Linked DNA regions of Sus scrofa: regions 1 and 2 are each linked to region 3. A link is a contact called in public Hi-C data. All regions are on one chromosome and are shown on one strand. The core of a region is the stretch at or near the end of the contact, and the rest is flanking DNA. Distances in the headings are between cores, read along the strand shown. Region 1 overlaps MSI2 (RNA-binding protein Musashi homolog 2-like). Region 2 overlaps MSI2 (RNA-binding protein Musashi homolog 2-like). Region 3 overlaps MSI2 (RNA-binding protein Musashi homolog 2-like).

Region 1 (3,137 bases), core at 489-2,988, 220 kb before region 3:
TTTTCAAGCTGGACGGCTCCTGGGAGATCACGTGACCGGGGGTTCCCAGACCTGACGGCACATCCACTTCCAGCTGGGGGAACCTGAAAGTTATCTGTGCCAGGGCTCCCACCCTGAGTCTCACTTAATTGATCTTGGAGGGGGGTGGGCGTGGGCAGACACTGGTGTGTTTTAAAAACTCCCCGGGTGATTGTAATGTGCATCCAGGGCTGAAAACCGCTGATGCAGTCCAGACCTGCCACGTGACAGCAATCGCTCATCTTCTGGGCATCTAATGCTGGGCTGTAGGATGACTTATGTCACCTAGACCTTGCTGGCCAACCCGTCTCCCAGTGAAGAAACCAAAGCTGGCCACAGGAGCTACAGAGCTCTTTGGGTTATGGGTAAAAGTCTAAACTCCAACAGAAGGAGCAGAAGGGGAAGGGCTGGACTTTGGGCAAGTTCCCTCCTCTGCTTGCTGGTGCAGCCACAACAGCATCCGAGCACATTTTCAGCCTCTAACTACTTCCGACGGGCTGTCTGGGTCCACCCACCACCATTCTACTCAGTGAACACACAGCTGCTGGGTGTGATACGGGAGGGAGCCCGGGGCTGGTGAAAGACACAAAACAGGGGCCACTGTTGCTTCTGTATCTATTCTGGGTCCAGGATGGATGATGTCACCTCCAGCGGCAGCGGAAAGCAGAGTCATGAATCATCCATGAACCTGCCCAGCCTCCGAGATAATAAATCCGACGTCGGCACCATGCGCTTTGCAGATCTGGTGCAGAGGCGCCGGCTCCGCCTGGGGTGCCGGAACACAGGCACCAGCGCTGGAAACATCCAGAGAGAAGGAGGCGCTTTCAACTATTCCCTGCGATCAAGATGGGGTGGCAAGTTGAGGAAGAAATTTCAAGTCTGTAGGAAGTGCTCGAAGGCACACAACTTTGATCACCGTAAAACCATGACAGTTGTTTCTTCGCACTGTTGGCTTTGCCAACCAAACCCAGGGATTAAGAGAAGCACTTCCGCACAGGGGCTGAAACTATTAATTACTGTTGTGCCCACCGGCAGCCTCAGCCCCAAGACTTTGTAGGTGTTACCCATTTTGACCCTCAGCTGCATTAATTTTGTTCAGAAACTCACTCTAGGATTGAATTTGGCAAATGTTCCTGCCTGGAAGGGTTGCTGGGACAACATAAAGAAATCAAGAAGTCTGTTTGGCAGGGTTTTGAAGTTTAGTGGTTGTCTCACTGTGTTTTCTGTCTTATTTTTTTCTAGGGTGGAAGTCGGGGCAGGAATGTAAGGATGGCAAGGTTTTTTATTACCGTACATATGAGCTCCCCTGGTCTCTCTCTCTCCATCTGTCTCTCTCTCTCTGCCCTTATTTTTATTTCCCTAAATAGCCAAGTTGAATGGACCAGCTGGGAACACTAGTCTACTGCGTATGGTGTGCATACTTGGAGTCAGGGGCTCTGAGACAACTCCTGAGTGTATTGGTAATTCCTTGGCTTATAAAGAAAAATGACTGAGCTCGGAAGACTACAAATTCAACATTATGCCTCAGGGTTCTTCCAGTCTCTCTCTCTCTCTCCCCACCAAAAAGTATCTGCAACACCCTAAGGTCAACTTCATGGTCTTTGGCCAAATTGGACCTGGGCAAGCCGGGAACTCTATCAGGATCTGGTGGCGCCTTCTCAGTTAGGTAGAAGGTCTTTTCTCTAATTTCTCTTCACATAATTTTGCAGAGGGAGCAGCTGTGACATGGACAGGAGCCTGCAGGGAGAAAAGGCTGTGCCCGCCCACTGTGACTGCAGGCCGCTGGTGAGCAGGGGACGCGCCCATCAGGAAGCGCGGCTTTGTCCTCTGTGCCAGGTTCCTAGGGCTGCTGTAACAAAGCCCCACCAACCGGGGGGCTTAAAACAACAGCTGTTTATTCTCTTTCTCTTAGCTTCTCTTGGCTTACAGGTGCACACTCCCGTCTCTGCCTCCATGGCATGTGACATGTCCCCGTGTGCCTCCCTTCGCGAGTGAGCTAACTTCTTCCCATATAACTTGATTACATCTGCAAAGACCCTATTTCCACCCAAGGTCACATGCTGAGATACTAGGGGTTCGGGCTTCCACACAACTTTTGGGGGGATACAACTCAACCCACAATACAGGGGAAAACCCAACAGCATGTGCCAATAGCTCTCTAGAGTATTATCATTTTCTGCAATCAGCAGGCTTTAGCCTTCATTCCTCAAGGAGGGACAGCAACAGTATTCTTTTTATTTATTTGTTTATTTATTTTTTGATTTTTGGTAGCGCAGGAGGCATGTGGAAGTTGGAAGTTCCTGGGACAGGGTTTGAACCCATGCCACGGCTGTAACCAGAGCCATGGTAGTGACAACACTGGATCTTTAACTGGCTGAGCCACCAGGGAACTCCCAACAGTATTATTTTTTTTTAATTTTATGGCACACTCCCGCATATGGAAGTCCCAGACTAGGGGTCGAATGGGAGCTGCAGCTGCCGGCCTATGCCACAGCCTTGGCAACGCCAACTCCAAGCCTGGCCTGCAACCTACACCACAACTTGTGGCAACAATGGATCCTTAACCCACTGAGCGAGGCCAGGAACTGAAGCTGCATCCTCATGGAAATGAGTAGGTTCCTAACCGACTGAGCCACAACGGGAACTCCCCAAAAGTATTCTTATTAGTAGTAACAGTAGTTATTATGTCAGTGATAAAGTTAACATATGCAGATAATATAAACATCAGACACTTCACATAAATTCTTCCTCTTAAACCTCAAAGCAAGTCCATCAGTTAATAACATTCCCCATTTAACAGATGAGAAAACTGAGAGGTTGAGAGAAGTTCAATAACTTGCCCAACATCACAAAGCTGGTTAGAGGTGGCACTGGGATTTGAACCCAGGAGTGTGACAGGACACCAGGGCTCTCACCCCTTTGCCACCTGGCCCAGACACCTCACCAACTTCCCTACTCTTTAAGCTTTAAGCAACGAGGACCCCGGAGGATGCTACATTGTGTAAGGTCCCCATATATTGAGCATCATCACTTGGGATAGGAAAATGCATTTCACTTTCCTGTCTTTAATTAAAAAGACTTTGAAATGTTGGAACAAAGGGTCTCCCTGTTCTGACCTC
Region 2 (2,992 bases), core at 153-2,652, 260 kb before region 3:
CCCGGAGTGACTCCTGTGACTGCTACAGCCCTCGTGTGCCTGCTACAGTCCTGGCTTCCTCATGGACGTGTGAGATGCCGTCTGCTTTTTTTTTTTAAGTTTTCCCTTTTATTTTTCAAAACTTATTTATTTTTATTTATGTATTTTGGGGGTGGCACCCGCAGCACGCAGAATTTCCCAGGCCAGGGATCGAACCCACACCACAGCAGCACCCCGAGCCGCTGCAGTGACAATGCCAGCTAACTACTTCAGCTGCTGAGCCACAGGGGGACGCCCCAGGCCACCCTGTTCACTACCCAGTTCCCTGTACCTCCGACCCGCGCTCCACAAAAACTGGCCAAGGGAATGCATCTGAAAAATGGAAATCCCAGGGCTACCCGCCCTCCCCATCTTATTCAGGAGAGAACACGGGCCGTTTTGCACAAAGCGGAACACATTTCGGGGGATCGACATACAGAAGTTCCTGGTCACTGTTAATATAATTATATACGTTCATGATAATACTGTTATCGCCTCACAAGGTTATTATAAGGATCGATGCCTTTGGGAACTACACACGTAAGCCAGGGTTTTTACCATAACTAGTAACCAATGTGAACAGGAAGGGCAGACACTGACAAGCGGTCACGGCTAACATGGGAGAGACCAGCACGGAGCATCTGGGGAGGCTGCTGCCCCAGCCTTTCCATCGGCTCTGCACATCCGGGCCTCGTAGGGGGAGCTCCTGCCCAAGCTCTGTCCTAGGTCCCCGCCCATCTGGGATCCTTGGGCGGCATAGCCGGGCACGTCCACACTTGCACGGCCCAGTGAGAAAGCCTCCTGTTCCCACCGCATGGGTCACCTAATGCCCATAAGTTACAGCCACCTCAGCCAGGTCTCTGCTCAGCTTAGTTAAAAATAGAGTTTACAACGGAAACCTAAACCCAGTCTCCTCTGAATCAGGGCGGCGGGGGAGCAGGTGCTACCCAAATGTGGCGCCACACTGACGTGCACAGGGTGGTGGCCTTGGGGCAGAATGGCGGCTCCGGGGCCAGGGGGCGTTCGTCCCACAGAAGGGACCACATTCCCTCCTGTGCACCGCCAGCCTCCTGGTGACTCAGTCCGTATTGGCTCAGCACCTGCTCGTGTGGCAGGAGGACCTGAGGCTGAATCCACCATGCCTCTGGGTGACAAAGCGGACAAGAGAAGCAAGCCCAGAATAACACTAATTCGGGGCAGATTTCCTTAAGGAAAAGGGTAAACAGATGCGTCTTGGAAAAGGCAGCTCCCCAGAAGCCACAGTTCTGAGACCGGGCCCCCCTCCCACCGCCCCCCAGTTTCCACCCAAACTACTGGAAGCCAACCCTGGGCCCGGGAGCCCTGCAAATTCCTGTAATCCTGGAGGCTTGCAAGGCAAGTCCTCACTCTTTCCTGGTTGCTGGTGCCAAATACCATCATGCTTAGCGAACCCAACATTTCCGGAACAGGGTGAAGCTCAAAATAATTCTCACAGTTCGACTCACCGGCCCCTAAATAGCTTTGCTGATTAAACCTCTGAATCCTCATCCGAACCGGTGACATTCCTCCTGGGTGAGGCCAAATCCTTCACTGCCTTCCCTGCAAAGCTCAGGCCCGAGGGCCCAGTTCTGCGGCACACACCTTTGGGGTCCCCTGGCCTCCACGGGTTGGAAGCCTCTGATTTACGCTCTGGAACTGCCGATCAGGCTTCCAGCTCCCCCACCGCACCCCCCAGAGCGGAGAGGAACAACAGCTGCGAGAATCACCCTAATGACACAGCGCCCTTGTTTGGGGATTTGGAAAACAAGGGCAGCTGTGCACAGGTTGGGGCGGGACGGAGGGAGACGGGCCTTGGTGGAGAGACAGCTTGGGACCCCTCCGGATGTGGGGGGAACTAGAGGCACACAATCTGCGGTGGGAGGTATCGACTTGCGCCTTCGATGTGAACGGCTCGCCTGCCCAGTGGGGAGCAGACAGAGAAAGAACGGCCGAGGGTCTGGATTTGCTCTGGAGGTGTCATTATTATAATTACTGTTATTATGTCACCACTGTCTTTTTCAAAACCATTCCCGTAGGTGATTTCACTTTATCCTCACAATCATCCAATGAGGTATCTTGAAAGGGATCATTATCCCCATTTGAACCCCAGAGGAAACCAAGGCACAGACTGGGTGACTCTTGACCTTGGCCACACGATGAATCCAATGACAAGGATAATAAGAGGAGGCATCTCCAGTCTTGCTTCTGGCCAGACCGCCAGCGGCCAGAGGTATCGGAGGTAAGAGAGGACAATCACCGCCCGTCGATCAGAAGCAGGCCTCCTGGATGGTCGGGCGGTGGGGGCGGCTGGGGGCCGGGGGTGGGGGGGGCACGTCTCCCTCCCTGCACCCTCCCCTCTCGCAGTGCAGGAGGTCAGGCCACATGAAGGCCAGGGAGAAGACTGAACAACGACAAAAGCTAGTGGCGGATTGATTCTCCATTGCCAGGGGCGGCCCGCCCTCCTCCCCGCCAGGGACAGGCAGTAACAGGTTGGCAGCGCGTGCTCCCCGCCGCTGGTTCTCGGGGCTCAAGAATAAAACGATGTCAAGACTGGGCAAAAGCGCCATTCCTAGTGAGAGCCACCACAGCTCCAGAAATGAGATGCCACTCCTCATCCTGGACATCCGCTCAGAGGCTCTGAGCTAGAGCTGATGCATCAACAAGGAGCCGGTGACGGCCGACCGCACGCTCCGGCCTGGTCCTCACCAGCCAGACGGCAGGTGGTGAAGCCATGGTGGGCAGAGGCCCTGCACTCCCCTCTGCGGGGGGGAGGCTGTAATCACTTCCCTGACCACCTGCCCCATGCCAGTCCCTCTGCCAGGTGTGTGTGTGTCTGTCTGTCTGTCTGTCTGTGTAAACCAAGCTCCGCTGGCCTGGCAGGCTACGCTGTGGGACTCTCCACCCTACATGGCTGGGCTCTGGTGACTTGAACACACCCCAGGAGCAAAGGCAGTGG
Region 3 (3,025 bases), core at 373-2,872:
GGATGGACTGGGAGCTTGGTGTTAGTAGATGCAAACTATTACATTTAGAATGGATAAGCCACGAAATCCTCTTGCATAGCACAAGGAACTACATCCAATCTCTTGGGATAGACCATGATGGAAGAGAATTTAAGAAAGGGAATACAGGTATATGTATGAGTGGGTCACTCTGCGGTACAGCAGAGATTGGCACAACACTGTAAATCAGCTAGACGTGAATTTTAAAAATTTATAAATGAAACACAAAAAAAGTCTCTCTGGAAACAGGCAGATCCTTGGAGTGGCTGAGATGCCTTCAGGGCTTGAAGGAAGCCCTTGAGAAACCTAGCACACTGAGGTGAGAATACAAAGGAAGGTTATAGGCCAGGCAGGCATCCATCCCCCATTTTTATGCAATGGGGCTCAGGACCCACTGGCGCCTCCGAGATCTCACTGCCACTGCAATGATGCATCTCTCGGAGCTTTCAAATGGCAGAAGGCAAGTCAGAGCCCTTTGAAGGACCAGCCCCAATGTGACGCGTGGCAGAGTGACAGTACTCACCCCATATATTCCCCCTCTTGATATCTCAACTCTCCTACTGAAGAGGCTATGGAAACCCCAGCTCCTGCCTCTTCTGCCCGCCCCTTGCCCGGTGCGGAGGCCTGAAAGAAGAACTGTCTATGTTTGGTGAAGGGCTCTCCGAGGAACCCCATGGAAACATCCACAGCAAGACTGGACCCTGAGTCCTGGGGTGGTGCTTCCAGTTTCAGCATTTGTTTTAAATGTCTGGGGACAGCAAGCAACAAAAACCTCTTTGAATTCGAAAAGAAATACAATCCAACTCCTCATTTTACCAAGAACAGAAATCAAAGTCTTGCCGAAGGTCACATGCACTAGGAACTTGAACGCCAGGGTCCCGCCCCTGCCTGGCCAGGGCTCCTCCTGTCACCTGGTGACGCTCCCTGGAAACAGGCAGAATGAAACCCAAGTAGGTTCTAAATGCTTCGTCTCCGACAATACACCACTGGGAAAGAGATCGGGGAGTCCTAGGGCCTGTGGATGAGACCACAGTCTTCCTGGGCTCTGGACCACGTGGGCATCCTTCACCTGCTTCCAACTCTGGCATTAATGAGACGCTCTGGGGAGTAAAAGTGAGGAGCCGCCGGATAACCAAGAGACACAGCCATGCTCTATGCAGCACTGACCGACCCCAACCCCAGCCGGGGCTGAACCGAGGGGCTCAAGCCCAGCGTTTTCCTCTGGACTGGCTGCCCTCGGTCCCCGTGTGCTGACTGCAAGAAGCTGGAAACGCTACCATCCGCCCTCCCGAGTCATTATTCAACAACAAACAGGAGCTATTTTTAGAACTTTTTCCATGAAGGCGCCATAGGCAAAGGCCACCAACCTCTGAGACACAGAGAGGTTAAACAAGGCTATCGGACCCAAAAAAAAAAAAAAAAAAAAAAAAAAAAAAAAAAAAACCAACAAAACAAAACACCCCCCTTGAAGAAGCAAGTTGCATCTCATATTCATCTGCTCCCCACGGCTGCTCATTTTGTAAATGGCCCTTCAAAGGATCAGGAGGACAGGCAGCTTTTCCCAGGAGCCTCTGTGTCCGTTCTGCAAAATTACGTAACTCAGAAAACGAGGGTTCTGATTTGATTACACTCTCCACAGCCTCCTGGCTGAGCTCAAGCCGCGGTGCACACCGGCTCCTGGCGAGCAACTCCAACACGGAGAAGGGAAGCAGGGACAAACCGTTTTTCACGAACTCCTATAAATGAGTCTTTGAGAAACCTCTTGACACCCTCAGGGACGCCCCCCCACACTTGCTCCCCAGCAAAACCCCACTCTGGGTTTCTGGCCCACCCAGACTGGGAAAAAAAATTACACATTTCAGAGCTTGGGTTTACCGTGTCGTCCGCCCTTAATGGAAGTTTATATTTGCCTCCCACATAGGGGCATTGTTAGAAGGAATCAAATAATTTACTGTTAAACACTCGGTTTAAAGGACAGAGCATGCTCTAGGGAATGCGAAATATTACGATCTGCCTTTTTTAAAAAAAAAAAAAAAAAAAGGTGTTTACTTGTCTTTTACGACGAAGCCAAGGGAAATAGGATTTTTTCCAAATGTAGTCGGAGGTGCTGAAAAACCTCTTCTAATAATCCCATTTCTACAAAACGCAGGGCTGTTTTGCGGGGGGAAATTCAAAAAAGCCCCTAGAATGCGTTCTCCTCGCCAAGTGGGGTCACACACGTTCCCCAGGTCCTTCGGGGATCTCATTATTGGGGGTAACCACCCACAGCGCAAGCACCAGGCACATTGCTAGGATCTGTCTCCCATCCCCTCTGCCTGGGAGCAATCTCCTTTCTTAATCATTCACAAATATTTAAATGAGTCTAGGTTCCCATCAGAGAGGAATCAGCAAGGTAACTATGATTCAGTCACATAATTTGGCAAAGTGTATCACGAGCCCTCACACACACACACACACACACACAAACACCCCTTCCAAAAAGTACACAAACTTTGACCCAGCAATTCCACCCAGAGGAATGTCTCCTCAGGCCATAATCAAACAAGAGGGTTGTTTTTTTGTTTTGTTTTTTGTTTTTTTAAAAAGTCTGCTCAAGGATGTTCACTATCACACTGTTTATACAGGCAAAGCTGAGCCACCCAGCTGTCCCACCATAGAGGATTACAGTTAATGAGGGTACAGCCACGAGACGAGCATCCTTCGCCACCAAAAGTGGTGACGCTGAGGTGGGCACACAGGGTGAACATGGCACTCGAAGCAAATTCATTAGAAAACTGTGTGTCGTGTGATCCAAGGGTCCTTTCGGACAAATACACGCTTATTAGTAAATGAAAGAAGCCCATCTGAAAAGGCTGCAGTCTGTGTGACTCCAACCATCTGAAAAGGCAAAGCTATGGAGACAGTAACAAGATGAGCAGTGGCCAGGGGTGGGAGTGGAGGGAGAGGTGACCGGGTGGGGCACACGGGATTTTCAGGGCAGTGAAAACACTCTGTGTGATAGGAAACA

What was found. Hi-C and Micro-C count contacts between places; a contact is called where the count stands out from the background.
Region 1: a contact with region 3 is called in a Hi-C map of skeletal muscle, with 4 times the contacts expected there. The contact joins two enhancer-like sites. A contact is called at or near these places in 1 of 47 Hi-C or Micro-C datasets (skeletal muscle) and 1 of 2 datasets of contacts at active chromatin or transcription factors (skeletal muscle).
Region 2: a contact with region 3 is called in a Hi-C map of skeletal muscle, with 10 times the contacts expected there. The contact joins two enhancer-like sites. A contact is called at or near these places in 1 of 47 Hi-C or Micro-C datasets (skeletal muscle) and 1 of 2 datasets of contacts at active chromatin or transcription factors (skeletal muscle).

Annotation. Positions count from the first base shown.
Region 1 is chr12:33,828,727-33,831,863 of Sscrofa11.1, reverse strand. All of the region lies in intron 7 of MSI2 (RNA-binding protein Musashi homolog 2-like), which reads right to left. Among named protein-coding and RNA genes, the nearest start is that of CCDC182, 200 kb to the left of the region's middle. Within about 2 kb of position 1,738, at least 4 of the 83 cell types and tissues checked have an H3K27ac peak or open chromatin away from gene starts, as enhancers often do. A contact at or near this core is called in skeletal muscle, where this site is marked.
Region 2 is chr12:33,862,996-33,865,987 of Sscrofa11.1, reverse strand. All of the region lies in intron 7 of MSI2 (RNA-binding protein Musashi homolog 2-like), which reads right to left. Among named protein-coding and RNA genes, the nearest start is that of CCDC182, 170 kb to the left of the region's middle. Within about 2 kb of position 1,402, at least 15 of the 83 cell types and tissues checked have an H3K27ac peak or open chromatin away from gene starts, as enhancers often do. A contact at or near this core is called in skeletal muscle, where this site is marked.
Region 3 is chr12:33,608,143-33,611,167 of Sscrofa11.1, reverse strand. The region is part of intron 5 of MSI2 (RNA-binding protein Musashi homolog 2-like); the gene reads right to left. Among named protein-coding and RNA genes, the nearest start is that of MSI2, 72 kb to the right of the region's middle. Within about 2 kb of position 1,622, at least 16 of the 83 cell types and tissues checked have an H3K27ac peak or open chromatin away from gene starts, as enhancers often do. A contact at or near this core is called in skeletal muscle, where this site is marked.